Regions from separate parts of the Mus musculus genome. Here all the other regions are linked to region 3. Evidence: chromatin contacts called from public HiCAR-type and promoter capture Hi-C data. All regions are on one chromosome and are shown on one strand. Each heading gives the region's core, a stretch centred on a gene start, on an enhancer-like site or on the middle of the called end of the contact. The rest is flanking DNA. Distances are from core to core; before and after follow the strand shown.

Evidence for each region. Promoter capture Hi-C pulls out the DNA fragments that hold promoters and counts their contacts. HiCAR-type assays count read pairs that join an accessible place to other places. Capture Hi-C pulls out chosen DNA fragments and counts their contacts.
Region 1: a promoter capture Hi-C map of liver shows a contact between it and region 3, with 2.9 times the contacts expected there. The contact joins the promoter of Ypel1 here to the promoter of Mzt2 in region 3. A contact is called at or near these places in 1 of 39 promoter capture datasets (liver) and 1 of 115 datasets of contacts at active chromatin or transcription factors (large pre-B cells).
Region 2: a contact with region 3 is called in a promoter capture Hi-C map of embryonic stem cells, with 3 times the contacts expected there. The contact joins the promoter of Abcc1 here to the promoter of Mzt2 in region 3. A contact is called at or near these places in 5 of 39 promoter capture datasets (the 3T3-L1 cell line, cranial neural crest, embryonic stem cells and 1 more), 1 of 484 Hi-C or Micro-C datasets (B cells) and 2 of 115 datasets of contacts at active chromatin or transcription factors (astrocytes and stem cell-derived neural progenitor cells).
Region 4: a contact with region 3 is called in a promoter capture Hi-C map of liver, with 2.2 times the contacts expected there. The contact joins the promoter of Nde1 here to the promoter of Mzt2 in region 3. A contact is called at or near these places in 2 of 39 promoter capture datasets (liver and neural stem cells), 2 of 484 Hi-C or Micro-C datasets (B cells and CD4 T cells), 1 of 115 datasets of contacts at active chromatin or transcription factors (astrocytes) and 2 of 9 other capture datasets (adipose tissue and liver).
Region 5: a contact with region 3 is called in a HiCAR-type map of astrocytes, with 3 times the contacts expected there. The contact joins the promoter of Pdxdc1 here to the promoter of Mzt2 in region 3. A contact is called at or near these places in 1 of 39 promoter capture datasets (cranial neural crest) and 2 of 115 datasets of contacts at active chromatin or transcription factors (astrocytes and large pre-B cells).
Region 6: a contact with region 3 is called in a promoter capture Hi-C map of liver, with 2.8 times the contacts expected there. The contact joins the enhancer-like site here to the promoter of Mzt2 in region 3. A contact is called at or near these places in 4 of 39 promoter capture datasets (embryonic stem cells, hippocampal neurons and liver) and 2 of 115 datasets of contacts at active chromatin or transcription factors (large pre-B cells and stem cell-derived neural progenitor cells).
Region 7: a contact with region 3 is called in a promoter capture Hi-C map of liver, with 2.5 times the contacts expected there. The contact joins the promoter of Rimbp3 here to the promoter of Mzt2 in region 3. A contact is called at or near these places in 2 of 39 promoter capture datasets (liver and second pharyngeal arch cranial neural crest).

What each region holds. Positions count from the first base shown.
Region 1 is chr16:17,068,124-17,071,427 of GRCm38.p6, reverse strand. It overlaps Ypel1 (yippee like 1), which reads right to left and starts at 1,289. Exons shown (of 5, transcript NM_023249.6): 1 at 1,065-1,289.
Region 2 is chr16:14,359,796-14,363,152 of GRCm38.p6, reverse strand. Abcc1 (ATP-binding cassette, sub-family C (CFTR/MRP), member 1) reads right to left here and starts at 1,595. Exons shown (of 31, transcript NM_008576.3): 1 at 1,510-1,595. The coding sequence starts at 1,557.
Region 3 is chr16:15,861,421-15,864,938 of GRCm38.p6, reverse strand. It overlaps Mzt2 (mitotic spindle organizing protein 2), which reads left to right and starts at 1,570. Exons shown (of 3, transcript NM_029354.3): 1 at 1,570-2,191; 2 at 2,396-2,541. The coding sequence starts at 2,016. Gm41425 (a long non-coding RNA gene) reads right to left here and starts at 1,502. Exons shown (of 3, transcript XR_875934.2): 1 at 1,428-1,502.
Region 4 is chr16:14,161,404-14,165,098 of GRCm38.p6, reverse strand. It overlaps Nde1 (nudE neurodevelopment protein 1), which reads right to left and starts at 1,824. Exons shown (of 9, transcript NM_023317.2): 1 at 1,731-1,824.
Region 5 is chr16:13,901,216-13,904,582 of GRCm38.p6, reverse strand. Pdxdc1 (pyridoxal-dependent decarboxylase domain containing 1) reads left to right here and starts at 1,438. Exons shown (of 23, transcript NM_053181.3): 1 at 1,438-1,668. The coding sequence starts at 1,648. It also overlaps a transcript of Mpv17l not described here.
Region 6 is chr16:14,192,878-14,196,245 of GRCm38.p6, reverse strand. It overlaps Myh11 (myosin, heavy polypeptide 11, smooth muscle), which reads left to right. Exons shown (of 41, transcript NM_001161775.1): 41 at 1,062-1,719. The coding sequence ends at 1,194. Nde1 (nudE neurodevelopment protein 1) reads right to left here. Exons shown (of 9, transcript NM_023317.2): 9 at 3,318-3,368. Among named protein-coding and RNA genes, the nearest start is that of Nde1, 31 kb to the right of the region's middle. Within about 2 kb of position 1,850, at least 17 of the 459 cell types and tissues checked have an H3K27ac peak or open chromatin away from gene starts, as enhancers often do. A contact at or near this core is called in embryonic stem cells and liver, where this site is marked.
Region 7 is chr16:17,205,955-17,209,449 of GRCm38.p6, reverse strand. It overlaps Rimbp3 (RIMS binding protein 3), which reads right to left and starts at 1,315. Exons shown (of 1, transcript NM_001033338.3): 1 at 1-1,315. The coding sequence starts at 736.

The DNA of each region.
Region 1 (3,304 bases), core at 40-2,539, 1.2 Mb before region 3:
ACATAGACCTAGGGATCCTGGTAGCAAAACTCTTCAAATACAGCACCCCTGACTTTTTTAAGAGCCCACAGTATGGCTGGAGAGATGGGCTGACATCCTTTAGCACCTGCTGCTCTTGTGGAGGATCCATAACTTCGGCTCTAGGGGATCCGATGCCCTCTTCTGGCTTCTCTAGATACCAGGCACACACACGGTGAATATACATGTGTGTGTGTGTTTATTTATTTGTACCCCACCATACACATGCACACAGACACCCACTGGACCAGCCCCTAGGGGAGAGGGAGACGGGTACTCAGCAAACATTTGTTAACACATCTACCAGAACACAGCAGAGGTAAAGGGCCCTGGGTGATGGGTGAGGGTGGCTTACTCAGAGGGGCCTGGAGAAGTTCCCCAGAGGAGGTGAGCCTGGTCTTGGAACTTCAGCGGAGCGAGGAGGAGTATGGTCAATTCTTTGACAAGATACATTAGTTAAGGTGAATACATTGTGGATACTTATAAGGCAACTGAATTAGAAAGACCTTGGGCTGAAAAATGATGTTTTCAACGTCTATTATCTATCCAAAACAGAATTCTGCCGGCTTTCTATCCTGGAGCTCAGTACACGATCGAAGATGACCATTTGTGCAGTTATTGAGTAGAGAATATCTTATTTAGTTGCTACTGTTAGCAATTTACATTGATAAAGCCTAGAGCCACAAGTGGTAAACAATGAGGACAATTCCCTTTAGTTATTATTGTACAGGCAACTTGAAAATGCCACCCCATAATATTCTTTTATTGGAGGTATCTTCTGTATTTATTTCTTTCCCCATTTTTTAAGGTAGGGGAAAAAACAATGGGGGGGGGGGGGCGAAGAAAAAAGAAAGAAAGAAAGACCGGGATTTTGCGTTGTCTTCTAATGACCCAAATACCAACAGTTCGGAACATCAGAACAAAAAGTCAACGCATCCTCCGCACTCCCGCCCGGCCCGCCCGCGCCCAACAGGTGCTTCCCCGCCTCCCGGAGCCGGAGATCCTCAGGTCTCCGCAGAGAACCCCTGAGGCCCGCCCGTACTCACGGCCGCTCCGCGGTCCGCTGCGCCCATCCGGCCCAGGCTCGGTCGGCGCGAGCTCGGTTTTCAGGCGGTCCCGGTGTGACCCGGGACGCGCTCCGGCCGTTGGCGCCCACTCCGGGCGCGAGGCATCCTCCTGCCGCCGCCTCGCGGGCCGCCTGCCCTTTGTTTTGGACCCGTAGCCCAGCCCAGCCGCCATAAACGGCCTCGGAACGTGGCGATGCCCAATCAGTGTCCGAGCCCCGCCCTCGCGTTCCCGCCGCTCCGCCCCTCCACGCTCCCCGCCCCTCGCCCTGCCCCACGCGTCCACCCGCGCCCCGCTGCGCTCGGGGGACTGGGCTGGAACGTGTCCGGGTGGAGCTCGCCAGGAGTCCGGTGGGCTGGCCTGACGAGGAACCCAGGCGAACCGGCAGGTCGCGGGGCCGGTGGGGAGGTAGGGTCCTGGAAGGCCAAAGGACCGAGATTTTCCACAGGTTTGCGCCTCAGGCTGCAGGCAGGAGGACCTCTGCAGCTGGGTCCCTAGAGCGCAAGCTTCTTCCCTCTCTCCATACTGACCACCCTTTCTCCACTCTCCAAGTCGCCATCCAAGAGCCTCCAGGTCTGCGTGGACTTGAATTATGGAACCCCAGATTAGATTTCCTACCCACAAAACACAGGCAGTATCACCCAGTCTCCATGCCCACATCTGCGCTTCTTCTGTTATTTTTTTCTTAGTCTCTTTAGATCGATTTTTCAAAGCACACTGCTGAGGGTGAATGTACACATTGCAGGACGTATTTGCGCCCTCTAGAGTGTGCTTGTTAGGATTTATTGTATTGAGGATACCCCTAATTGATTAGATTGTGGGCCCTTTGAGTTGCCATTTACTTAGTGAGTCTCCCAAGTGACTGATTACTCTATTTTTGTATTCGTCCTAGCTAGGGAGTCTCATGTTTTTTTGGCTTTTAGAATATGATCTCTGTAATTCTGTAATTCAAGCTGGCCTCAACTATGTAGCTCAAACATGATCTTGAACTTTATATTTTAAGCTTATTGTGTGAATAAGCACATGCCTGTGCACCAGAGGTTAGCTCTGCTTCTCACCTACCATATTGATCCTGGATTTGAACTCAGGTCAGCAGGCTTGATAGCGGCACCCTCACTCACTGAACCATCTGGCTGACTCTTCTATTTTTAAAGAATTTAAGCGGGAGAGATGGCTCAGCAGTTAATAGCACTGACTGCTCTTCCAGAGGTCCTGATTTCAACTCCCAGCAACCACATGGATTGCTCACAACCATCTGTAACGGGATCTGATGCCCTCTTCTGGTGTGTCTGAAGACAGCGACAGTGTATTCACATACATGAAATAAATAAATCTTTTAAAAAATGTGTTTTTTTTAATAGCTTAGAAAATAGTAGGTTTATATACGGCATTTTCCTATTTCCTTAGCATTGGTTAGGCCTCCTCCAGCCTTCCTTTCCTACCCATCCCACTTCTAACACCTACCTGTTCATATCATGGATACTCCAGTGCCCTTTTCCAGCGTCCTGACTTCTGGAAGCACTCCAGGAAAAACACACAAATCCAAACATTTCAAGCAGCTAGAATCTGCTTTGAGAGAGAACATGTATCATTTGATCTTCAACATTTTTTCTGTCTGCTGGGAGCAGTGGTGCATGCTTTTAATTGTAGTGCTTGGGGGTGGGAGACAGAGACAGGTGGGTCTCTGTGAGTTCAAAGCCAGCCTGGTCTACATACCAAGTTTCAGGTCATCAAGAGCTATGTAGGAGAGAGACCCTGCTTTAGGAAAAAGAGCTGCCATCCTTTTAAAGCTCATGGAAACCTCTGTACCCCTTCAGTTTCAGTCTGTATGTGGCTGGAGGTGACATATTTAACCTTGAGATTCTAATTGTGCAGCCTGCTGGGATTACAGGTGTGCACACCTGGTGCATTTGATGCTGAGACTGAGCACAGAGCCTTGGCACACTCTGCTAGACTACACACAAGGAGCCACAGCCCAGTCACTCTGGGTGCTCTGACTACTGAGAGACTTTAGCACATCAGGTGGAGGCACATGCCTTTAATCCCAGCACTTGGGAGGCAGAGGCAGGTGAATTTCTGAGTTCGAGGCCAGCTTGGTCACAGAGTGAGTTCCAGGACAGCCAGGGCTACACAGAGAAACCCTGTCTCAAAAAACCAAAAGTCACGTATCCAGACTCCAGGCTTTTCCTTCTTTTTCATGAGTTCTATTTCCTTACGAATT
Region 2 (3,357 bases), core at 346-2,845, 1.5 Mb after region 3:
CCTAGTCATCACTGCGCAACAATAGGATACATCCAGATGTGAACTGGTGAGAGGCTTGAGGACCTCAGAACCCACACTGTGGAAAGAGAGTTCCACACAAGTCTGATGTGCGCATGTGCCATGGTATGCATACACTCAAACATACACACACACACAATATATGTATGTGTGTGTTATATATATGCAAAAATAAAATATGCAAACTGGTAGAAAATCTAATGTCTACTTCCCCTCCACCATAAGAGAAAAAAGAAATTCAGGAAATACTCCAGCACCCATGTTAGTGACCCAGATCCCCCTGAGTTCTTGCAAAATAACCTCGTTGTCTCTACACTTGGCACAAGGGTAGAGGACACACAGTGTTCCTGTGTGGCAAACAGGCACCTATCTCTTGCAGACTCCCGAATGTAAATCACAAGCTCTGTTTCCAGCTCTGGAGAAACCTCCAACCTCTTGGCTTTAAAATGAACCATTTATCCAAGTATGGTAAGTTTCTCAACCAAAATTGGCACCCTCCTCACCCAAAAGTCTCCCAGGGGGCCTTCAGGGGTCATCATTCCTAATGCAGTCTATCACGGAGGTACCACAAAACAGAACAAATACTTGTGGGCGCTAACCATCAGCTGCTAAGAAACAGGGATGTTTTTCTTGTTTCTCAAACAAAAAGAAAAGTCATTGTGTCCAGGGTTTCCTATTGTAGTCACTAATAATCAGGACAATGTGATGCAGGAGTGTTCTGGAATAACAGGCAAATCGCATTACAGGAACAGCATTACAGGAACACGAAATACACAAGCACTGGAGATTAGAGCAGTCAGCCAGGGAACCCAGCCTAGGATCATTTCACAAGAAAGCTACCTGGAGAGGGCCTGAAGTCCCCGGGACATCCCCAGAGCAGCGGAGTCTCTCTGACTCAGAGTAGAAGGCACTCTCCTGGTTACAGAGTCCAGGGCATTTTCCACTGCACCCCAAACCTACAAAAAGAGACAGAAAGGCCCTTCTCCCCTCTCTTGGCTTTTCCTTATTTCCTTAAAGTTCCCTGATAGCATTTAGGCAGAAAGGAGAGAGGATGAGAAAAAAAAACATGAAGCCAGAGTAAACGAGAGGTAAAACAAACAGTGGGGAACCCCAACACAAGCGATGGGAAGTCCCTTTCTAGAGTCTGGGCTCCTGCACGGTGCTCTATGATAGTGTGTGCGCGGTAAACGGAGATCCTACCCCCACAAAACACAGAAAATCCCCAATTTGCTGCCTCCAGATCTGGCGTCCCTTCCCGATGGCAGAACCCCAAAGCACAGAGGCACCTCCCCGCACACACCCAGCTCTCCCGGAACCCGGTCCCCAGAGTAAGAGAGCGGCGGCTACGCCGGGGCCCGGGTGGCGAATCCCCGCGTAAGCAGAGCAGGGCTCCGGCTAGGGGAGCAGCTGGGTCCGCGCGTCCCAGCGTCCCCCCACGTCCTCCGAGTCCCCGGTCGCCCCCGCGCCGTCCCCCGCGGCCCACCACCTTACCCAGAGTGGATCGGAGCCATCAGCGCTGCAGAAGCTGCGCAGCGCCATGCGGGCGGCCGGCTGAGCGAGGAGGCGCAGCGCCGCGCGGTTGGCCCGCGTCACCGGGATGCAGCCCCGCCCCACCCCGCCCCGCCCCGCGCGTGGGAGCGAGCACGGCCACGAGTTGCCCTGGCCTGGGCCTGCAGGCCTCGTCTGCAGCTCCCACTCACTGGCGGCTCCTAAAGCCGACACGGCCCGGAAGAACCCCGCACTGGGCCCTCCACACCTGGGCTTCATCCCAGGTGACCCTAACTGTACCGCTGGCCCCCCGCTGCGGGAGAACGCTCGGTGCTTGCGTGATTTTAGGGCTTTTTCCTTCAGTTGCACCTGGAGGGATATGGATGTGAGCTCCCAAGAAAGGAAAGAGAACAGATAAGGAAACTGAGGCTCAGAAAGGTGAGGAAATTCGCTCAGAGTCCCTCAACGAGTAGAAGTGTAGTTCGTTTGAATCAGGAGCCCTATGAATCCATTCTAAACACTGAGATCTCCATCCTGAACACCAGTTTGCCACCCCTCCTCCATGGTCTGCAAAGCACCCTGGGAATTTCTCCCATTCTGAGTGCAGCCAGGAAATAACTCATTTCCTTATTACTTGGTATGAGGAATTTGGGGACAGGGTTTCATATAATAACTAAATCTGGCCTCTAAAGCACTATGTAGTAGAGGATGAATGACCCTGAACTTGTGAGCCCCTCTGCCTCCATTTTTTTTTTTTTTTTTTTTAAGACAGACTGAAGTTTCTCTATGAAGCCCCTGGCTGTCCTGGAACTCAATTTGTAAACCAGGCTGGCCTCGAACTCAGAGATCTGCCTGCCTCTGTCTCCCAAGCTCTGGGATTAAAGGTGTGCATCACCTTTCCTCCACTTCTTATTACCCCAGCCACCTGGGGCGCTGACAACAAAACCCAGGCTTCCTCCTAGGTTTTGTTGTCAGCAGGAACCACTCCACCAGCTGAGCTATGTATACCCCTGAAAAAATATTTTAATTTAAAAAGTAATAAAGAAAATGAGTAAGATAAACAATTTTTGAAGGTCAACCACAAGTCAGGTCCCCCTCAGTATGAATAAGAGTTTGGTGGTGGTGGTGGTGGTGGTGGTGGTGGTGGTGGAGGTGGTGGTTGTAGTAACAGCATTTACTTCTATGTGTGTATGTGTGTGGGTGTGTATATAAACTTGTGCTTGTGGAGGTCAGGACAGCCTGGGAGAGTTGTTTTTTGTGGAACTTTGTGGATTCCAGGGAGCTAACTCAAGTCATCAGGCTTGGCAGGAAGTTTCTTTACCTCTGTGAATAAGTTTTTTAAAGATAATTACTTTCAGGTAACAATTCTCAATGCACTGTTACCCATATTTATTGAGCATCTGCTGTATAGCAGGAGTCTTGCTAGGCTCTAGCAAGCTAGCAGCTGGAATATGCTCAGATCTGACAGACGGGAAAGTGGAGCTGTATTTTCATGTGTTTTAGTGATAAGGCAACAGATCTTAATGACATGCTTTCATAATCGGAAAGTGTATTTGAAACTGTTGCAAGATCCAGGAAGGGGATAAAGAGGATCAAGGGGGCCAGGCCTGCTCAGGTAAAAGTCTAGAAGGCTTTCTGAAAGAAAGCTTTTGAGCTAAACACAAGCATGGTTGGGATTCCAGCCTGGGCTGGGCTGTGTCTTGAGCTGAGGAAAGCAGCCTATAAGAAAACTATGAAGCAGCCAAGACTGGTGGTGAACGCCCACGATCTCAGTACTTGGGAGGCTGAAGGAGGATCTTGAGTTCGAGGCCAACCAGGACTGCATGAGACCCTGACACAAAACGTAGAACA
Region 3 (3,518 bases), core at 321-2,820:
TGGCAAAACACTAGCCAAGACAGTGTGTGTGTGTGTGTGTGTGTGTGTGTGTGTGTGTGTGAGAGAGAGAGAGAGAGAGAGAGAGAGAGAGAGATTTTGTATGAGCATGTTGTGTGTACATAAATGTTTGAATTTTTAAGTGCGTATTAGTACAAGAGCCCTTTATTAAGGTCTCTAAGTCTGTGCAATTTAGTCCTCTGGACTTTCCTAAAGTTGAGGCCATGTATGATTATGTCAGAATTATATGAAAATGGCGGAGTGACTTATGTGAGGGTCCAATGACCCTACCTTGACCTTCCTTCTATGAATGGACACTGGCCATCCATGGACCTGAGGTGATATACTCCTACAAACAGGCAGAGCTGATGGCATGCAGGTAACAGTTGTCTGGCTAGGGAGATGATGCTGTGCCTCACTTCGATTTGCCTCCAGTTTGTACTCTTGGGCATTCTGACCAATAGGAGCTGGTTCCTGGAGCCATCAATCCTACAATAAACTAATGAGGCAGGGAGGCCCTACATTTACATCATGGCCACAGTTCTGCGAAAACCTGAGATATTCTGGAATCCTGCAAACAAGCACCTGATGTTCCACCCTGGGAAGCAGGTGCCAGATTAGATGCACATACATCCTGTAATGTCTGCTCCTGGAGCCAGACTCATTCCCCACAGCCCACACTGGCTCTTCACAGTCACCAGCAGCTTACTGTCACCATGGTCCTCACTGTGACAGACGCACCATTCAACATGGAAATGGTGTTTAGTCCTTAGATCTGGACCTTGGTGACTGGCCAAAGGTTCACCAAATATGAAGACCGGAAGTGCAGAACCAGGGAAGCTGTGTTCAGTATAAGGAAGAAAGAAGGAAGGCTGAGAACTGACTAGATGCTCTAAATTCTCCCCTTCCCGGTAATGAATACGTTTTCCCCTAAGAATGAAGACTATTCACCCAATATATTTTTATATTGAAAATATTTTTTCATACTCTATAATCTGATCATGATTTCCCTCCCTTACCTCCTCCCTGAACTTTGCCACTTCCCTACCTTCTCAAGTTCTCTCTCTCTCTCTCTCCCTCCTCTCTTTTCTAGCAAATAGGCACATTTAAAAAAAATCAAGCCAGAATAAAACAAATTGAAAAAATAAAAACACCAATCAACAAACATACACATACGGATACACACACATATGCAAAAGACTAGTAATGTAAAATGGACAAAGCATCAGGAGACAAAATATCTCCAAGAGTGCCCCCGCACAAATTTTAGATGCCCCTCCTGGTCCCCTTTCACTGTGTAGGCACTTCTGGACGGCTCCCCCGGTCCACTCTTTCCCGATGGCAGTGACAATCATGGTAACCGGCCAAACATTTGCAGTTCTCAACACACCGGCCAAGCTAACGTGTTGAGTTCAAAATGACCATCCTACCTATCTTCAGAAATAGACGCCGCTATCCAGACACACAACCCGGAAATAGCGTCATCAAGCTGCGCGTCAGGCCACACCCCTGCCTACTGGGAAAAGCGGCTCAACCTCCCGGGAAAAGCGCCTGCAAAAGCAAAAGCCAATCAAGTGCAGAAGCAGTTGGCCACAAGGCGCGTGCGCAGTGACGTCCTCAGTTGCTCTTTACTCCCCAAGTTTATGTATTTCGGGGTCGGGGGACAGGAGTGCGTATCCGTTTAAAAGCAAAGCTGTTTAGGGACCGTCAACAGAACTGGTAATTACACGAGATCGTGAATACTCGTCATCCAACAGGCATTTGCTAAGTACCCGGTATATGCCAGGTACTATTCTGGGGTCTGCTACCTAAGCCAGCAGTCCAAGTCTGATCGTCAGGCAGTGATCAGCTTCCCACCACCCCACCCCATGCCTAGCACACTGCCCTGTGCACAGTAGACGTTCCGAACAAGTCAAGTAACCGACTGTGTAAAGGCCTCTTGGAACTCTCGCCTCGGTGCTGGAGCTGTTGACTTGCAGAGACTCTGTCCAACACAGATCCCTTTTCAGGCTATACGAATGGCGGCGGCGGCGGCTGCTGCTGGTGGTGCTGCACTCGCGGTTTCCACAGGATTGGAGACAGCAACGCTGCAGAAGCTGGCGCTTCGGCGGAAGAAAGTGCTGGGGGCCGAGGAGATGGAGCTGTACGAGCTAGCTCAGGCTGCTGGCGCCGCCATCGACCCCGATGTGTTCAAGTGAGAAAGCGGGGGTCGGGACTTTGAGCTCATACTCCCTACAGATAATGCCGGCTTTAGGACTCCTCATTCCTGCATCTGCTACTCTAAGATATCCGTGTCTCTTTAAGGGGTTTCAAGACGGTGACCCAGCTGGCGCGACTCCTAGAGCATGTCCGCCCTGTGGCTTTCAGTATTCGCTAAGCACTGCATTTGTTTCCCCAGGATCCTGGTGGACTTGCTGAATCTGAATGTGGCTCCCCTCGCCGTCTTCCAGATGCTGAAGTCCATGTGTGCTGGGCAGCGGCTGGCAAGCGATCCCCAGGACTCGGTGCCCATATCTCTGTCTACATCCACATCAGAGACCCGAGGTTAGAGATGGGCTGGGTACTTCTGCCTAGAGGGTGGCCGAGGTGGGGAAGGAGTAGAGAACCTCGTGCCGGCTTGTCTTAGAATTGCTCAACCTGTCTATAGGCCTCCTCCCAAGGTCTGCAGACCCATCCACCTTTCAGGGACTTTAGTTGGCTCCACCTTTCGGATTGTACTGCTGGACCAAAGACTGGTCCAAGCAAGCTAGACTTGGTCTTTCTGACTCCCTCTCACCTCTTCATCATGCCTCCATTGCACAGGTAGAGGAATAAACATGGCTTTGGTCTCCATCTACCACACAGCCTCAAGGAAGTGTTCAGAGAGCAGAGCAGACAACGCCTCCCCCTCCGAGGGCCACGTCTAGCTCCTGTTCATCTCAGGCCAGGCCCGAACACCTCTCATCTGGGGATTTTTTTGGGTTGCAGGACTGAAGCCATCTGATTCCTTTGGGACAAAAAGTAGAGGTCTGACAGAAAGATTCACCCAGTTCTCAGGTGTGAATGGCCTGGTCATGAGTGGGACCAGGTGTAAGCAGATGGTGGTGAGCAGAGTGTAACAGGGATCTCAGGTCCTCCAGCCTGCCCATCCTATCTGTTACATCTGTTCTCTCTGCCTGTCGGACCCTCTGAAATACAGCTTGTCCTCCCAGACAAGTGGATGCAAGTCCAGTGCTCATTTCCTGCCTGTAAGTGCAAGAACCACATGGAAGGAATCCAGGTGGGGTAAAGTGAGCAGTCTGGCCCAGTGAAGGCAGACTGTCAGGCCTGGGGACTCACACATACACGCTGACCCACCCACTTTCTGATCAATGTGTGTCTCTGGCCTCTATCACCCTTTCTCTTTGTGGAAGAGAAACAAGGGTAACCTTTCCCTCAGGCCTGCAGCCTCTCCAGGTCTGCTCCATGGCCCTCCTCCCAAGCACCTGCCTCCCTGCCCCCACCCCTCACCCTGGTTCTCTTGCTGCCCATCTTCTCCTGTC
Region 4 (3,695 bases), core at 575-3,074, 1.7 Mb after region 3:
AGACTTCTGGTACTCCACACAGTACCTCTATGCTAACAAGTACACACACCACACAAAATTCAAAAAGCAAATTTTAAAAAGTACCTGTTTCCCGTAAGGTGGTTTTACACGTCTAAGAATTCATTTCAGCACGGGGTTTCTGTGTATGTGCAAAGTATTCCTGTGCATGAGGAGCCAGAAGTGGGGTTTGTGTGTGTGTGTGTGTGTGTGTGTGTGCAGGTGTTTGTGTGCATGCAGGGTCAGAAGTGACATCAGGTGTCTTCCTCTATCACTCTCCACCTTTTTAATTTTATTTATTTATTTATTTATTTATTTATTTTTGAGGTAAGGTCTCTCATTGAACCCAGGGCTCACATTCTCCTGCACTGGGCAGCAAGCCTCAGGGCCCCCCTGTCCCCCAAGCTGGGTACTGCAAATCACAGGTGTGCACCATCACACCAGCTTTTTGGTGCTGGGGACATCACTTAGGTCCTCACACTTTGAAATAAGAACTTTCAGTCCTTAGGATTGGTTTTGTTGGGAGGAGTCCCCCAAAATTAAGTCTACAAAACTGTCTGAGAACACACACAAGTCACACACCTCTAATTTCAAATTTCTAGGAAAGAAATAAAGTGATGTCTGAGTGAAGAAAGCTAGCCAAGCTGATCACCAATACTCGATGCCAATATCGAATGAACCAATACCCTTCTCCAGCCCAAGTTTATATCTCTCTCAAATAAACAAGACGTGAATGGGAGCCAGGTGATGGTGGACACCTCTAATCCCAGCACTTGGGAGGCAAAGGCAAGAGAATCAACTTGAGTTCGAGGCCAGCCTGGTCTATAGAGCAAGTTCCAGGTCAAACACATCAAGAGTCAGTCACTAAGCCTAGCTTGTCTTCTTGCTGCTTAAGTACAAAGACATGCGACTTCAGAGGGGTTGGAGGGTTGGTCATAGTTCTGTAAGTTCCTCTTACTGAACTCCATATGGAATTCTGAAAGGGGAATTACTTAAACCTCAAAACGGGCTGAATACCAGTGTGCTGGGGAAGAGAAGTGCGTGGTCAGATACCCTCAGGCTCTGGAGTAGTTTCTATCAGACTATACTTCAAAAGCACCCCTTCTGAGTCCTAAAATGTTATCCTAACACACAATACACAGAAACAGGTGGCAGAGCCAATTACAAACCTCCACCCAGCTAGAGAAGTTGAGCGAGGATCCGGCTAAAGCGCAGAAGGATGCACAACCTGGCAAAAAGTCGAGATGATTTAGGAAATATGAAGTCGCTCCGGAGTCAAGGTGACTCCGGGTTGCCCAGGACCTCAAAGAGGTAGAGGTGAGCTGGGCCAACATCCAAGGTGTGGGGTAAGCACTCTCACCCTTTGTCGGATAAAGTTTATCCGATCCAAAGTGCTGTCTAGGGAAATTTGAAACGTCCAGCGGCCGAGACCTATAGGCATCGAGGGGAAGGTTGGATATAGGTTGGTATCCGTGCGGCAGCAGTTGGGGACCCGGAAACTGTGGGGTGAAGGGGCAGACTAAGAACTCGGGGGCCTTGGGGCGGCGTGGGCATGGGTCTTGAGGACGTTCGAGGATAGAAAAGCAGCCAGCAGAAGAGGAACGGAGTTGGCCAGGGCGAGCGGCGGAGCTCACGGATGGAAGGTGGAAAGCTGAGGAGGGCAGGTGTGGGGGACACGTCGGATGGATGCTGCGGGCGTGGCGGAGACCCGCCCGCAGCCTGGCTCCACTTACCCAGCCCGGGCGGCGACGATTCCAGCGAGGCGCGGGCCGGCAGGCCTTTCTTGCCCTCCAGCCTCGCCGGTACTGCGCGGTGCGCGCCTCCCATTGGCTGCCGCTCTCGGGACGCGTCTGACTCGGCCAATCAGCGCAAAGAAGCGAGGTTTGGAAACTTTTTCTCTCTAGGCCCGGGCGCGGCTGGGCCAAGCCTCGGTGGGGGCGGGAGGGGCCGCAGGAGGCGCAGGCCACTGGCCCGGAAGGCGGGCGTGGAGAGGGCCTGCTGGCGGCTCGGTACTCGCCGTGCCACGCACTCTGGAACATCCGCACGCCTCTCCTTCACACTGGTTGCATTTATCTGCTCTTGCTCTTGCCCAAGAATAGACAAAGGAGCAATTGGTCGGAGAAACCCGGGCATTAGGAATAGCTGATATTGGGTTACACTTGTAAGTGCCCTACCCGATTCCAAAAATGCTATACTAGCCCAGAATGCACAAAGACAAAAACAGGCATAGAGAACGACAAACTTCCGCCCAGCCCACAGGACCCTTGTTATTCCACAACTTTACACCCCAAATAGAATCTTTAACTGTTGTGGCTTCTTCTGAGACAGAATAGTTTAATGTGAAAGAACTTGACTTTGAATCCTAACTCCGCCGCTTACTAGCTATGTGTATTTGAAACAAGGTATTTAATTACTCGTGGATAAAATGGTCGTCGTCGTCGTCCCCCCCCCCCCCCCCCGAGCTAAATAAATAAGTTTACAAGACTTTGTGCAGTGCTTTGTAAATAAGCCGGGCAGTGGTGGAGCACACCTTTAATCCTAGCACTCGGGAGGCAGAGGCAGACGGATTTCTGAGTTTGAGACCAGCCTGGTCTACAGCGTGAGTTCCAGGACAGTCAGAGCTACACAGAGAAACCCTGTCTTGAAAAACAAACAAACAGGGCTGGCGAGATGGCTCAGGGGTTAAGAGCACCCGACTGGTCCCGAGTTCAAGTCCCAGTAGCCACATGGTGGCTCACAACCATCCATAACGAAATCTGATGCCTTCTTCTGGGATATCTGAGGACAGCTACAGTGTACTTACATATAATAAATAAATAAATCTTTAAAAAAAAAAAAAAGTCATCATATGGTTGCTAGGAATTGACCTCTAGGAGATCAGTGTTCTTAACTGTTGAGCAATCTCTCCAGCCCCTTGTTTTTTCCTTTTTTGAAACACTTTTCCTATGTAACTTGGGCTGGCCTCAAATTTCTGAGTATTCCCTTAGCCTTATTTTTCAGTGGGATCACAGGCCCAGCTAATAATAATTTCTTAACGTTAAGCCATTAATTGTTCATTAATTATTAAATACTATTAGGCACAGGTAATTTTACAACCTGGTGACTAAGACAAAGAATCTGATCTTAAAGGGTTAATACAGTAAACGGAAACAGAATTTCAGATGCCAAATGTTGCTGAAGACTATTTAGAGACTGGGAAGCCAGAGAAAGGCATAGTTAGCTTACATTTCTGGCAGTGTTGGCCTTGAACCTAGGCCCTTGGCCATGTTAAGCAAATACTGTATCATTCAGCTGTATCTCCAGCCTCCTAGAATTGTTTAAAAGATGAGAAAAAGGGTACAGGAAATCCAAGTGTTTCGATTTTGTACCTAACAAAAGGAGCTTCAGAAGGCTCTTTTTGACTCTTACAATCATGTTCTGTTCCCCTGGGCTACACAAGTAATGCCTCCTGCCCCCTGCCCCCTGCCCCTCTCCTCAGTTTTGTTGGTTGAACTCAATACCTTACCCACTCTAGGTAAATGCTCTACCACTGACCTATACCTTCAGCCCCCTTTTTTCTTTTCTTTTCTTTTTCTTTCTTTCTTTCTTTCTTTTTTTTTTTTTTTTTAGTCAAATTCCTTCTAAGATGCCCAGGCTGGACCTAAGCTCACCCTGTAGCCTGGATAAGCTGAATTTGTAATTTTGTCTCTACCTTTGAA
Region 5 (3,367 bases), core at 189-2,688, 2.0 Mb after region 3:
TCAGCACCTTAGCTGTTTGGTTTGGAGTCACCAAGCCAAGTTGTTTTGGACTTCGGCATCTCTCCTAGTCTAGCCTCCAAATCATGAGGTGGAGGAGGAGACACTTCTTGTACCTCTGCCTAAAAAAAATAAGTCTTTAATAATATTGAAGTGTTCAGAGTTGTAATGTACCAGCACAAATATTGATGGATAGTTATCTGAATACACATGTGATAAAAAAAAAGAAGAAAATAGCAACTAATCTAGCTAATGGGCACATGACTGTTCACCGAAATTCTTTTGTCCTTTCTACAGGTTTGGAAATTTTCATAACACATTGTTTTGTTCAAGCAGGAGCACATCAGTTTTCAGTCTTTGAAAGGCACCATTTCAAGCCAGGCGTGGTGGCATACTCCTTTAATCCCAACACTCAGGAGGCAGAGGCAGGCGGATTTCTGAGTTCGAGGCCAGCCTGGTCTACAGAGTGAGTTCCAGGACAGCCAGGGCTGTACAGAGAAACCGTGTCTCGAAAAACCAAAAAAGAAAGGAAAAAAAAAAAAAAGGCACTATTTCATCACTTTTTTTTTTTTTTTCCAGTTAACTGGAGAGTCACTCAAAAGCAGCACACACGATTTCTTTGCTAGGAAATGTTAACAACACAAGCAGGCCATTTATCCAAATACAAAGTAGAGACCGCCTGCAGATAATTACTACACTGACAACCCGACCCAACCTGGGGGTTTGGGGGAGCATGCTGCATAAGAAATAGAGAGGGTAGGGATAGCTTTGTGGTTTTTAGCATCATCAGACTTCTGTGCAGGAAGTTTCACTGACCACAATGGTGGTAAGATCCCATTTCACCTACCCATCAGTAGTGGAGCAATGTAGGAAACAAATCCCACGGGCTCTTACTCACTAAAAACGCACTACCCCCACCTAGCGGGTGTGAAGCGGGAATAATGAGGTGTACTGCCGGGCTGCAAGGGACTAAACCTAAAACGGATAATAATGACCTCCATATCAAATTTCTGCTCTGATATAAAATGGAAAGGCAACAGACCTACTATTATCATTATTATTACCCATCCTCCGACAAGCCATCATTGTGACATGAGGGAGGACGCCAGAACAGCGGCCTCGAATTCCTTTCTGTCTGGACTTCTGAGGAAAGAGCTGACAAAATACATCATCCCGCGCATGCGCAAGGGTGAGCGCTGGTCTTAGGCTGCTAAGGTAAATAACTACTCCATTCCTGACCGGTGTTGACGGCGGAGGACTTGAAAGCCTGGCTTGGGCCGTGCAGCTGAGTCGATAGTATTTTACCTGGTGGATATCTCATTGCGACGGTCGTCACAGGCTTCAAGTTGGACCGCCCTATAGACGGGGTTCTTGCCACCAAGCAGCGTTAGGACCGGCCGGCGTGACGCCCAAGTACGGAAGCCTAGAAGGCCCCGCCCCGGGAGGCCCCGCCCACCCGACGGGCCTAGCCCCGCCTTCAGCAAGCCGCAGGATACCTGCGGGCCGCGCTGCGGGGCAGCTCCTCCTCCTCTCCGCCCCGCCGGCTGCGGGCGGGGAGGACGTCAGCGCTGCCAGCGTGGAAACCGCTGCGGGCCGCGGGAGGCGGAAGTAGTGCCCAGCACCGCGGGCCCAGCACCGGACGCCTCAGCCATGGACGCGTCCCTGGAGAAGGTACGGAAGGAGCGGGCGGCGCTGTGGTCCCGGGTCTTCGCCACCGGGGCGACTGGTTTCCCCGTAGGACTAAGGAGTCTCGTTGGAGGAGGGCGGCCGGGCCGGGCCGGGCCGGGCCACGTCACGGGGCCCGGTGGCTGAGGGGAGGTGGGCCCGGCGCTGTCGGAGCCGGCTTTGGCTTTACCGAGGCTCGGCGTAGGACCCGGCCTGAACCCGCGCTGGTCCTGTAGGGTGACAGGAGCAATCGGTGTGGGCCCCAGAAGCGTACGGGAAGAAGTCCTAGTTGTCGCGGAGGCCCCTGCAAAAGCCACAGATGTTCAGTGCTTTCCAAGTTAGGAGACAAATTGTAACTTTTGGCGGGCGTAGGAATCACCTGGGGACCTTGGTGAAAACATGGCTTTGCAGCCTCGGGTCTCAAGCTCGGGTGGGCGGGAACTCAGTTTGTAGAGTTTAAGAAGTTTCCCCACGTGATTCCGATGCTGTAGCAAGCAAACCCCAGACTAGAACCCCTGGTATCCAGAAAGGGTTGGGTATTCTGTAACTGGTGAGTTTATTTGGGGGCTGGGAAGAGGAGGTGGTCCCAGCTGGTCTCACTACGTTTGGGTTCCTCTTTCTGAGTGAGAATCATGAGAGGACTTCAGGTCAATTCCAAGTCCATGGGAACCTGTGTCTAGCCCTGCTCACCCCTTGGGGCAACAGCAGCTTGATGGATCTGGCTACCTACTCGGGCATGTTAAATAGACTCTAATTGTTCCCATCTAAGGGCTGGCTATTGAGAACAAACAGGTCCTTGGGTTTCTTCATGGACTGTGCTTTCAGTGCCTAACGTTCTGTCCTCCCAGTCTTTTCTCTCTGTCCCTTCTCGAAATTCTGCTTATCCGGTATGATGTAAAAACCTAGCTTTCCCTACAAGTGAAATCAATCCTTCCTTCCATCCTCCCCACCAACCCTCGCCCCCTTCTTCAATCTCTCCTTGTTCAGTCCCCGGTTTTGTGAAAGTAACCCTGGCTCTTCTGTAACTCTCTGTAGACTAGGCTGGTCTCGAACTTAAAGTGATCCTCCTGCCTCTGCCTCCCAAACTGCTGATATTACAGGACTTGTTGAAAGCAGTAATTGTAGAAATTAAGCCAGATGTCTTCATGTGCACACAGTGGCATATCTTGCTCCTCGGCTATTTCAAGTATAAATTGGGTGGAAAGCAATCAGAGAAAAAGATGTTTTTTTTCCTTGATTCTTCTGACGAGCATAGTGTCGACTTTTTGGTACCATGAGCTTCACTTGGAATGGCGATTCTCAACTTTGGGTTAGGTTTGTTCCCCAGGGACATTTAGCAGCTTTTGGAGGTGTTTTAAACTAGAGTCCTGGGAGTACAAGGGAGGTACTGCTGGGGCCTAGTAAGAAGAACCCAAGCATACTTTCGAGTATTCTCTGTTGCACAGGCTAATTCTGCACATCGGGAAACGATCAGCGATTCAGAAGCTCAGAGAACTAGTTGAGATTGTGTGTGTAACTCCAGTAGCTGAATACAAAATGATGCTGAAAATATTCTGTTTCCCATTTCTTTACAAGGCTTTAAGTCATTTCATTAGAAACCTGAAAGAACAAAGATGATCTTTCCTTTGAGAGTATCTGAAAACTAAAAGTGGGTAGGAACTCTAGTGTAAATGGTATGTTTCTGTATATTAAGTGATGGTAAAAT
Region 6 (3,368 bases), core at 601-3,100, 1.7 Mb after region 3:
GATTGCTACATCTCAAGAAAACCCCAAAGTGTTTACACAGGGAGGCCCCTATCTGCTGTGTATTACCTGTCTAATGTGTTCCTTTGGGGAAAAGAATGGGTCAGTGGGTGGGCACACCATCATGGCTTCTCCCTCCAGCCTCCTTATGGCCAGCAAGTTGCTTTTGTTACCCAATGTTGGTTTTCTAAACTGTACTAAAATGTGTTAGCACCTGTATTCACATTCAGGTCAAACAGGGCTGTGCTGACCCAACAAGATCATGTGTTAGGTCACTGAAAATCCACATAACCTTTTGTGATAGCAAAAGCTAGCTTCAAGTAAACTGACCTGTCCCCCTTTCTGTCCACTTTCCTCTCTTGCCCAAGGCTGCATGCTATATATCTAGCCTTTCCAGTAAAATCAGCCACTTGGATAGCCAGGATGGGTGGGACATGCAGAGGCTGAAAGCTGGAGTAGTGAAGATTCAGGGCTGTCCTGCCCACTAGAACAAAAATGTACCTCAGATTAACAATTTTTCAACTATTCATTTGAACATCTACTTTGTGTTCTGCATCATGTGACCATGATGAGGAAAATACACTCAAATTAGACACCATCTCTCTACCATGGGGGAATCTCAGAGCAGGAAGCTACACACCAGCAGATGGCGCTGTGTCACCCTTCAACTAAAGCTTGTACTCTGAGAAACTCTCCCTCTCCACTTTGAAAACCTAAAATCATGCCTTTTTTTTATTCCTGTGGGAAATTATAGATAAAACAGCACTAGGCCTGCTGTTTTATCTATAATTTTACAACCTTCTACCTGATGACACCAGGCCTGTGCGCTACCCTACACCTGTTTTGGCCTTTTTCTTTTCCCAACCCAACACAAGACCAGAATCCTATTTTAATATTTTAAAACCAATAATCCCATGCCAAATGAATAGATAGGACTCACCCTGAATTTGTTTGTGACTCGTTCATGTTGAGTGTGTGTTTGATCTCACCTTGATCTTGCCTCTTCCAATCACTGGGAGATTTTCTTACTAAAGACAAGTGTATTTTCTGTTTCAAACCCATAGGAGAGGAAACGAGGCTTCATTTGTTCCTTCCAGAAGGGCTGGGGGCCGTAGAGTTATTGAAAACACAGATGGTTCTGAAGAAGAAATGGACGCTCGGGACTCAGACTTCAATGGAACCAAAGCCAGTGAATAAATTCAGGATTGGACACCATGTCAGGGAAAACAGAACACTAAACGACAGCAGAGCCCAGCAGACTGCTTAGCACTTGTGTCCATTCGTTCTCAAGTCACAGAAATCACTCCACCCCTCACCAGGAGTCAACCACAGCCCTGCACAAAGGGTGTGAATTCAAGTTCTTAGATGGGCTATCAGAGAAAAATCCAAATAAGACGTACAGGTCAGGAGCCACAGTCACCAGCAACTTTGTTTACATGAAATGAGGAAGTTACATGAATGGGTGCCACAGCCCCCAACCCACTCCCAACCTTTCCCTGACCTGCCTGACCTTCCAGTTTGGGAGGAAATCCCGTTTGAAAATTCCCTTCCCTTTCCTGCCTGCCACACCTCAGACACACAGTTCACTTCGCCCAAGTGACTTTTTTAGTCATCTGAATTAAAAAAAGAAACACTGCTCCCAGAGCGAGCGGAGCAGAGCAATCACACTTATTTGCACCCATGGTCACTTTCACTAATAAAAGGTTGTAAGTCACGAGAAAGGAGTTGGCTCTTCTGTCCAGCTGTTGTCTTGGCAACTCGTTTAATCCTCTCAGTGATCCCACTACAAGAAAGTGTACACGAAGCCCAAATGAATTCTGTGTTTAGAACTGGGCCCTGTGTCCAAGCTGCACAAAGATCGCAGCATCCCCCAAACACAAAGTCCATGGTACTTCTGGACCCAAGCCTTTTGAGGGCAGCACATTCAACCAATATTTTAAGTACAAAGTTTCTTTCATCTGTTTAAATTGCAATACAGTATTTTGGCCTAGCAGAGGGGGTCAGCAGGACACCTCTATTAAGGCCAGACATGCAGTATTTAGGACTGCTGCTCACTACCCACAGTGCAGGCCTGATGACCTGAGTTTGATCCTTGGAATTCACATAAAGTTAGGTGTACTCTGACCACTACATGAGTGTTGGGGCATATACTCTCTCACGCACAAATAATGGACTTAAATACTTCAGATTTGTAGACCACATCTGCCTCTATAACACATTCATCTTCAAACAAAATGCGCAAAACCATTAAAAACAAAACAAAAAGCAAAAACCACTTAGGGCATGGTGGCCCATGTCCATAATCCTTGGGCTTGGAAGGCTGAGGCAGGGCTGACCATAACTCCAAGGCTATCTCACCCTACCCCCAACAACCATTTAAGAAAAGTGTTCTTAGCATGAAAACCCTACAGAAGCAGGCCAGGGCCCTTTAATTCTCCAACTACAGTGCTTAAGGGAGACAGGGAGACATGCTTGGCAAAAGTTCTAGCCATGCAAACTTTCCTAAAGCCCGACTCAACAGATTTAAAAAAAAAAGATAGGAAATACTGAAAAGCTGAAAAGCCAATCAATCCCCTGCCGATTGCTGCTATAGCTGGAATGACTGACAAACATTTCCCTGACATCACTGCTGAAAAGCTGACTTCAATAGAGATTTTTACAAATCAGATTCAGTGTGCAAGGTGCTTGCTTTGCAAGTATGAGGCTTTGAGTTCAGAGCCACAAAACCCAAATAAAAGCTGGGCATGGCGGCACACTTCTGTAACCCCACCCTGGAGGAAAACCTAACCTAACGGTGGATACAGGCTTAAAACTAAAGTGGAAAGAAGACAGACAGCACCCTCATAAAGGCAGAGGGGAGGGAGGAGATGGGGGCTGTGAGATGGGGGGGCTTGTGGAAGGGTAACTGGGAAGTGGGATATCATGAGATGTAAATGAATGGAATAAAAAAGGGGGAGGAGACACTAAACATCAATCTCTGTGCATATGTGTGCAAACCTGTTTATTTACATACGCCACACATACAACTGTTTACTTACATACACCACGCATACAGTTGTTTACTTACATATACCACACATACAGTTGTTTACTTACATATACCACACATACAGTTGTTTACTTACATACACCACACAGTTGTTTACTTACATACACCACACATACAGTTGTTTACTTACATACACCACACATACAATTGTTTACTTACATACACCACACATACAATTGAGGGAGACACCAGATGTTGGCTTGATTCCCATACATGTGTACTCGTTTCTACAAATCCACACAAACAACTACATATACAATGCACAAAACACTTTTTTTGTTCAATTATTTTATTACTTGGTTAAAAACAAACTTCATGGCCC
Region 7 (3,495 bases), core at 66-2,565, 1.3 Mb before region 3:
CAGGCTTTGGGGTGCCACCAGTGTTACTCTGGGCTTCTAGGGGCGGCTCTTCCAAGGAATGCGTGGCTTGGGGGTCCGCGGGTCCCGGTAAAGCCGGCTGCCAGCGGAAGTGCTCTAGGATGTATTTAAGGAATAGCTGGCGCTCCACGTCTAGCGCCGCCTGCAGGTGGCGGATGCGCGCGGCTTGTTCGCCGTCGGTCTCCCAGCGCAGCAGCGCCAGCACTTCCTGCAGGCGACAGCGGCATTGTGCCGCGGAGGCTTCGGATGCCCCTGAGCGGCTGCAGTAACCACGGTTCACTAGCTCCTGGGCCAGCTGACGCTGAAGCTCCCTTGCCTGGCGCAATACAACATCGCGCTCCTGGTGTAGCAACTGCTGCAGCTGCCGCATCTCTGCCTCCTTCCAGCGCAGCAGCTGCCGGATCTCGGCCTCACGCTCGCGCTGCACCTCCTCCTGCAGCTGCCGCAGCTCCCGGAGGCGTCGTGCCTCCCACTTGGAGCGCAGATGGTCAGCCAGCTGCTGCCGCTCCTGCTCAGCCGACTCCCGCAGCTGGCGCGTCTGGGTAGCGAAACGCCTCCGTTCCGACCGGCCGCGCGCGCGCTCGCCCTCCAGCTCTGCCCGTAGTTTTTCTAGCTCTCGTCTCTGCTCCTCCAGCACTGCGGCCGCTGGGCCGGGGCTGCTTGGCTTCTTGGGCGACGCGCGGCCACCACCCAAGGGGGTGGGTGAGTCCTTTGTCATTGTGGCCGCAGCCCGGCAAGAAGCCAGAGAGATAGTTTGGTATTGGTAGGCCAGTTAGCCAACGGCCTCCGCCCCCGGCCGCTGCCAACCGCCCCACGCGCCCCTTCCGGCGCCCCTAGGTGCCCTCCGCGCGCCTCTTCCGCCTTGGGGGCGATCTCCCTTATAACCTGTCGCCTCCCCACAGATTGAGTGCCTTTCGCTTCTTCCTAAACTCCTGAGACCCCTTTCAAACTAGCCTCTGAACTTCCCCGGATACCCCGGGCATATTTCGGAGCCCACACATATCTGCTTTAGGGCTTTTGTGACCTGTTCCACTTTCGCCCTGGCAGTGTGCAATCCTTTCCAGAATTAGATCCCCAGTAGGGTTCCTAGATGATCGCTGATCCTGGGCCTGAGTAAAAATGGATTCTGGTCAGATCTCACCTGGCTCTACTAGGGTTTCTGGTCGAGTTTTGAAATTAGGTAAACTTCTTACAAGATCTGCTTAAATTTGTGGTTGAGCTCTGAGCCCTAAGTGGCTATAACTCCTCTGTTCCTACGCAGGACCCAACATGCTAAGCCTTTTCTTTGTTCTTTTTCTTTTCTTTTTTCTTTTTGGTTTTGTTTTTTTGTTTTTTGTTTTTTTGTGTTTTTTTTTTGTTTTTGTTTTTGTTTTTGTTTTTTTTGAGACAGCGTTCCTCTGTGTAGCCCTAGCTGTCCTGGAACTCACTCTGTAGACCAGGCTGGCCTCAAACTCAGATATCCGCCTGACTCTGCCTCCCAAATGCTGGGATTAAAGGCCATCACTGCCCGGTGCCTTTTCTTATATCAACTGAAACTTTGTGTTGTTTGTTTGTTTGTTTGTTTGAGACGTGTGTGTGTGTGTGTGTGTGTGTGTGTGTGTGTGTGTGTGTAGAGCTGGCTGTTCTGGAATTCACTCTATAGAGCAGGCTGTCTCTGCTTCCCCAGTGCTTGGATTGCAGGAGTTGACCAACATGTCTTGCATCTGAGCCTTTTTGAATCAGCAGGTGGCAGTGACTGAGGATTGATTGCACCCACCTCAAACATGCTGGGCAAATTTTATACCACTGAGATTCATATCCTGTCTCTGTTTCTGTCTGTCTCTGTCTCTCTCTCTGTGAAGTAGTAGTAGTACTAGTAGTAGTAGAGACTGAGCCCAAGGTCTCATTTAGTAAGTAATAGGCAAGCACTTTACTATTCATTATATCTTCAGTCTTCAGCCCCTTTAAAAATGTAAGATGTTGGGGCTGGAGAGATGGCTCAGTGGTTAAGAGTACCAAATGCTCTTCCGAAGGTCCTGAGTTCAAATCCCAGCAACCATATGGTGGCTTACAACCATCTGTAACAAGATCTGATGCCCTCTTCTGGAGTGTCTGAAGACAGCTACAGTGTACTTACATGTAATAAATAAATAAATCTTTAAAAAAAAAAGTAAGATGTTAAGATGAGCAGTGGTGGTATATCCTTTTAATCCCACCATTCAGGAGGAGGAACCAAAGCCATGTTTTCTGCAAGATCAGCAAGCACCCATAACCCTTGAGCCATCTTTCCAGCTCCCCAAAACATTAAAAAAAAAATATATATATATATATAGTCTCACTCTGTAGCTCTGGATGGCTTAGAACTGATGTCTACTGGGCTATCCTAGAAGTCACAGAGACCTTGCCTGGAATAAAGGTATGCAGCACCATGCATGAATGTCTGTTTGAAGTTTCTGGTGGTGGTGGTAGTAGTGGCGATGGTGGAATTTTTTGTTTTGTGTTTGTCTTTGTTTTGGAGACAGGGTCTGGTCTTTCTATGTCCTGGCTGACTTGGAAGTTGCTATGTAGACCAGGCTGGGCTCAAACTCACAAAGATCAACTTGCCTCTGCCTCCCAAGTGGGATTAGAGGTATGTGCATGGCACTATACCCATCTCCTTTTTAAATTCATATTTGAGTTAGGATGTTGCTAATTTGTCCAGGCTGACCTTGCACTAGTGGTCTTCCTGCATCAGGCTACCAGACAGCTGGGATCACAGGTGTGCACCCTACACCTGACTCAAACCTACTCTTGTCCTCTTACCTACTGCTCACTTTTTCCTGTCTTTTGGTATTGATTTGGTAGTTTTCTACTCCAAGGAGCCTTTCTGGACTCTCCAGGCTGGGCTTAGAGTTCCCAAGATGCTCTAGCCCACAGGGTTGCCTTGATGACTCTACATACAGCTGCTTTACCTTTGAGGAATGGGTATGACTAGTAAACCTTTGTGTCTCTGCCCAGAGCAAACTCAAAGCAGGTAAAAATGGAATGTCTTTCCCATGCAGGTTGGACCAGGCAGATAGAAAGAACATAGAGGGTACTGTACTTGGTCTCCAGGCCTACCCAGTTCCAACACTCAGCAAACACCTGTCAGCAAGCTTTAGGGTGTACACCGGGCATGGGGGTATTGGGAAGAGGCCTGAAGGTGGGCAAGGAATGAAGCTTCAGCCAGCTTGTTGGTAAGGTCCAGACCTCAAACGAGGGACAATAGACTCTCCTCTTTCCCTCAAGGAAAAACAAGACCAACAATGATAATAACACCTAATGCTGGGTGGTGGCCCATGCCTTTAATCCCAGCACTTGGGAGGCAGAGGCAGGTGGATTTCTGTGAGTTTGAGGCCAGCCTGGAGTTCCAGCACAGCTAGGGCTACACAGAGAAAATCTGTCTCAGAAAAAAAAAAATCACATATATAGCTATTGTCTGGCTACTTTAGTGTAGATCAGGAACTTTCCTCCTATCCG